Regions from separate parts of the Mus musculus genome. Here region 2 is linked to region 1. A link is a contact called in public promoter capture Hi-C data. All regions are on one chromosome and are shown on one strand. Each heading gives the region's core, a stretch centred on a gene start, on an enhancer-like site or on the middle of the called end of the contact. The rest is flanking DNA. Distances are from core to core; before and after follow the strand shown. Region 1 holds the start of Sgta (small glutamine-rich tetratricopeptide repeat (TPR)-containing, alpha). Region 2 overlaps Tcf3 (transcription factor 3).

Region 1 (2,726 bases), core at 98-2,597:
ACATACAGCTTTTGCAGAGGGCCTGAATTGCACTGCACCCAACTCTAGCCTTGGGGATTCCATGCCCTCTTCTGATTTTTATAGGCACTGTATTCCCATGCAGACACCCACACATAGACATCCACATAATTCAAAAGTAAAGATAAGTTGGTTTTATTTATTTTTATTTATTAATTTTTTTTTTGGTTTTTCGAGACAGGGTTTCTCTGTATAGCCCTGGCTGTCCTGGAACTCACTTTGTAGAGCAGGCTGGCCTGGAACTCAGAAATCTGCCTGCCTCTGGCTCCCGAGTGCTGGGATTAAAGGCGTGCGCTACCACGCCCGACCTGTTTTTATTTTTATTTTTATTTTTTTATTTATTTTTGGTTTTTTGAGACAGGGTTTCTCTGTGTAGCCCTGGCTGTCCTGGAACTCGCTCTGTAGACCAGGCTGGCCTCGAACTCATCCCGAGTGCTGGGATTAAAGGCGTGGGCCACCACGCCCGGCTCCTGTTTTTATTTTTTGAGACAGGTTTTTCTGTGTAGCTTTGGCTATCCTTTGTAGACAAGGCTTGCCTCAAACTCACCGCGATTCCCCCGCCTCTCCAGTGCTGAGATTAAAGGCGAGCACCACCACTGTCTGGCTGCTAATCTTTGTTTTTCTTTTAGGCATCAGAAAGAAGTTGGGGTGTGCAAAAGATAAGTTTGTAAATAGGTTTTAAATATAAAAATAAGTGAAGTAGATTGTTTAGTGGTTAATCACACTTACTGCTTTCACAGAAAGTGGGATATGCCAGTTTCCAAGATGGGCGAAGTGGATGAAGAGTTCCGGGCCAGGCTGGGCTCGTAGTATTGTCATTTTAAAAAAAGGAAAAAGAAAAAAAAAATTACGAAAACAGGGGGCTGGTGAGATGGCTCAGCAGGTAAGAGCACTGACTGCTCTTCCAAAGGTCCTGAGTTCAAATCCCAGCAACCACATGGTGGCTCACAACCATCCACAATGAGATCCGATGCCCTCTTCTGGTGTGTCTGAAGACAGCTACAGTGTACCTACATATAAAAATAAATAAATCTTTAAAAAAAAAAATTACGAAAACAGAACCAAAAACTTCATAGCATCAGTTAGTGGCTTTGATTCAGATTTGTCTTGCTGAAAGCAGCTAGATCACGTGACAGACTCCATACCACGTGGTCTGCCTTGGTGCCTCAGGGGTCCGCCGCCGCCCCACCGTGCTTTAGGCCTGACCCGCTTGGTGACTGTCAGACTAACTTCCGGTTTTCCTGATGCCTCCAGAGGGCAGTTTCCATAACAACCAGCTTGTGACCCCCCTCTTCGCGTGACGTCACTTCTGTTTTAGAGCGAAGGGTGCACTTGAGCGCATGCGCAAAAGGAAACCTACACAGGAAATGGTTTTTTTCTGCGCAGGCGTCTTGGTCCTGAGGGCGGAGCTTGGCTGCGCCGCGGTGCGCAGGCGCAGCCGTCGGTGGGTCGGGTCTTCGGTCGACTGAGAGGTGAGGCTGGGGGCTCCGCCGTGCCCCGTATGGGCGTCGGGGGTCTGTGGGTTTAGCTTCGCTGTGCTCGGGAGCCCCTGGGACAAAGGTGGCTTGTGATCCGGACTTCTGCTCTCTTCGGGGTCACGTGAGCGGGCGGCGCAGAGAGGAAACTGAGGCAGACAGCGTCCCAACCCACCCCCACCCCTCGTCGCTTTTTCTCACGAAAAGGTCAGCGTTTAGGTGTGTGTGGGGCGGATCTCAGTTTTCTCGGGGCCCCTAAGGTCTAAGACCCTCTTACATTGCCATTCCTCACCCTGGTGACCTTGCTTAGCCTGTTGCCTGCCCACAGCCTCAGTTTTCCTCTTCTGTACAATGGACGTTGTCACCATTGTCTGAGCAGTTGTGGGTGCTCCTTCCCATTGGGAGGGTGTGTTTGATTTTGGTGCCAAAGGTAGGTAGTGTGTGGGTTTGAAGGGCAGAGGGCCAGCTGTGCATGCTAGGGCAAATAGCTTGACCTCTCTGAGGAGGAGTTTTCTTAAAACAATGGTAAGGCAGGTGTGCTGACACATGGGCAGAGGCAGGAGTATCGTGGGACTTCCATGCTAGCAAGGACTACATACTTTGTCTCAGAAAACGAAACAACCAAAAGCAAAGACTCGAGCAAATAGTCTAGAACTTTGGTCCACAACCTATAATCCAGTCTTTCAATTGAGAGGGGGAGACAGCTGGATCGCGGGGAGTGAGTTCAGGCCCAGCCTTGGATACCTAACACGGTGGAGGTAGCTGGACCACAACGTGAGACCCTGTCTGAAAATGAAATCGACATAATTAATAGTTTGTTTGTTTTGAGACAAAGTCTTTATCTGTCTCTGGCTGTCCTGGAACTCACTATGTGAGCCAGGCTGGCCTCAGCGCCACCTCTGCCAGGACTGTAGGTGCCACCACCTCATCTGGCATCATAATTAACGTAAAAAGGATGTCAGTCTGGGCCCGTTTAGTTGTAAGCTGGGCTTGCTGGCTGTCATCCCAGCTTGTAGGAGGCTGAATCGGGAGGATGGAAGTGAAGTTCAAGGCTATGTTGGGCTACATGGTGAAATCCTCTTGTCTCAAAAGCCAGGTTGTAGTGGTGTCCGACTTTGATCCCAGCACTCAGGAGGCAGAGGCAGGAGGAGCTCTCAGAGTTCGAGGCCAGCCTCTGGTCTACAGAATGAGTTCCAGGACAGCCAGGTTGCAGAGTGAGACCCTGTCCTGAAA
Region 2 (2,700 bases), core at 24-2,523, 650 kb after region 1:
TTGTGACCAAGAGCCATCAGGTAGACTGACTGTTCAGGTCCTCAATGTAGCCTGTGTGCTGGTTTGTTTGGGGAGCACTGAGGCACACGGCAGGGCTCAGGAACCTGGCAAAATGGAGTGCTTGCTTTTCACATGAGGGCTTAGGACAGGCGCGGTCCCATAGGGGATGCAGTGCTTGTAGAGATGTTAGGCCAGCACACGTGGAGGGAATAGAACAGGGGTACAGAGGAGCCTCCAGCAAGGAGGCAGCCTGTGCACAGGCCTGTGGGCAGAGCAGAGCCCTCGTAGGGAGAACGAGAGGGTGGAAGAGACGGGAAGCTCTGACAAGCCAGTGTGCAGTGGCCTGTGGGTGTGGGGAACATTTTGCCAGCAGAGAGCAGGGTAGGAATGTCTGGCCTCTGCACCCTCAGGTGACGCTGGGAGCCATAAGGCTAGCACTGGCTGTGTGAGGGGCTCGGTGGATTGGGCGTGGGTGAGACTAAGGATGACGTCCACAGAGGAAGCCCCAGGCCCACGCAGTGTCTGCTGTGCATGATCTTATGCAGGCCCCCCTCAGCTCTTAATCCCTAGACTGTGTCTGCACTCCGAATTGTGCCTGTTGTATTTCAATGTTTGTTGTGGACATTTTCTAGGCAGTTCTTGTTATTGATATCCTGACCCAATTTCTCAGGTAGCCCAGGCTGGCTTTGGAATGACCTTGAATTTCTGGTCTCTAGCCTTGGCCTCCGAAGTCCAGGATTGATGCGTGTGCCAACAACCAGGTTTATGATTTTGATTTTGATTTTTTTTTTTAGACAACCTCACTGTGTATCATAGGCTGGTCTTGAACTTACAACCCCTTTACCTCAGCCTCCCAGTGCTGGGGTGACAGGTGTGTTCTTGTACCAGTCCACAGACTCTCCCCCTGCCCCATGGTTATAGCAGGGATTGCTCCTCCCACTGCTTTGGTTTTCTGAGTCAGGGTTTCTCTGTGTAGCCCTGGCTGTCCTGGAACTCACTCTGTAGACCAGGCTGGCCTCAAACTCAGAAATCTACCTGCCTCTGCCTCCCAAGTGCTGGGATTAAAGGTGTGTGCTACCAGTGGACAGCTGTTCCCCTAGTTTTAAAACTTGTGAGTTTGCCATTTTCAAACAGAGCAGGTTCTGCAGTTGCTGGTTTGCCATTTTCAAACAGAGCAGGTCTGCAGTTGCTGGTTCTGTGAAGGGTCTAGTGTGACTTCAGTGTCAGGCAGGGAGCCAGCTCCCAGTTGAGGGCAGCCATCCAGCCTGCCTCTCTCAGTTTGTTTGGAGCTGCGTCCTGGCAAGGGGCCCCTCATCCCTGGCTTGTTTCAGGACTCGGGAGGGCAGGCACAACAGCGGGTGCCAGCGAGATCAAGCGGGAGGAGAAAGAGGATGAGGAAATCGCATCAGTAGCCGACGCCGAAGAGGACAAGAAGGACCTGAAGGTCCCACGCACGCGCACCAGGTGCCAAACCCCACCCCTTGGGCCATACACGCACACATCACATGTTACACACATCACACGTGCACACAGACCCCGGGAGGCCCTGCAGGCCACCACATCACCTCACTGTCTCCCTCTGGCCCCCGGCTCCCCTCCCCCATAGCCCAGACGAGGACGAGGACGACCTTCTCCCCCCAGAGCAGAAGGCGGAGCGGGAGAAGGAGCGCCGGGTGGCCAATAATGCCCGAGAGCGCCTGCGGGTCCGCGACATCAATGAGGCCTTTAAGGAGCTCGGCCGCATGTGCCAGCTGCACCTCAGCAGCGAGAAGCCGCAGACCAAACTGCTCATCCTGCACCAGGCCGTGGCCGTCATCCTCAGCCTGGAGCAGCAGGTGCGAGGTCAGTGGGCGGCCCGCGCCCCGCGCCTCCGCGATGCTCCTTCCCTGCTGCCCAAGCCAGAGCAGTGACAGTCCCTCACCGACCAGTCCTTGCACCCCTCCTCCAGACAGGAGGTTCCCTGCACTCGCTGCTCTCTGAACTGACTGTCCCTGCCCAGTTTGCTACACTGTGGCACTAATGACCAGTCCTGCCTCATACTGCTGTCCCCACTCTGACTGTCCCCATCCACTCTTGACTGTCCCTATCCACTCTGTCCCCATCCACATTGACTGTCCCCATCTACTCTGTCACCATCCACACTGTCTGTCACCATCCACACTGACTGTCCCTATCCACACTGACTGTCCCCATCCACACTGACTGTCCCCATCCACACTGTCTGTCCCCATCTACACTGACTGTCCCTATCCACACTGACTGTCCTCACTCTGTCCCCATCCATACTGACTGTTCCCATCCATACTGACTGTCCCCAACCATTCTGACTGTCCCCATCTACTCTGTCACCATCCACACTGACTGTCCTCATCCTCATTACCTAACATCACATCCACCCTCTTCCACACCAGCTGTTCCCAATGTCAGCTGTCCCTTGTACCTACTCTGTCTCTGCACTGTCCCACAGGTTGTCTTTCTGCCGGTCACACTCTAGGTCGACTGTCCCCGTCCCCCCCCACCCCCCTGATCTCCTTCATACCTGCTGGCCCCAGTTCTGACTGACTGACCTCCTTCCTGCCTTGCTGATCCTGGGCCTGCCTCTGACAGGCCTGGAGTCTGCCACACTGGCCTCACTGGCCTGAGGACTTCAACCCTGACTTTTCCCATCCCCAGGCTCTTGCTAGCCCAGCCCCAGCCCCA

Evidence for each region. Promoter capture Hi-C pulls out the DNA fragments that hold promoters and counts their contacts.
Region 2: a contact with region 1 is called in a promoter capture Hi-C map of neural stem cells. The contact joins the enhancer-like site here to the promoter of Sgta in region 1. A contact is called at or near these places in 2 of 39 promoter capture datasets (embryonic stem cells and neural stem cells), 4 of 115 datasets of contacts at active chromatin or transcription factors (astrocytes, bone marrow-derived macrophages and double positive thymocytes) and 3 of 9 other capture datasets (adipose tissue, liver and macrophages).

Annotation. Positions count from the first base shown.
Region 1 is chr10:81,058,892-81,061,617 of GRCm38.p6, reverse strand. Sgta (small glutamine-rich tetratricopeptide repeat (TPR)-containing, alpha) reads left to right here and starts at 1,347. Exons shown (of 12, transcript NM_001358550.1): 1 at 1,347-1,490.
Region 2 is chr10:80,411,969-80,414,668 of GRCm38.p6, reverse strand. It overlaps Tcf3 (transcription factor 3), which reads left to right. Exons shown (of 19, transcript NM_001164149.2): 17 at 1,332-1,464; 18 at 1,607-1,842. Among named protein-coding and RNA genes, the nearest start is that of Uqcr11, 6.5 kb to the right of the region's middle. Within about 2 kb of position 1,273, at least 33 of the 459 cell types and tissues checked have an H3K27ac peak or open chromatin away from gene starts, as enhancers often do. A contact at or near this core is called in astrocytes and neural stem cells, where this site is marked.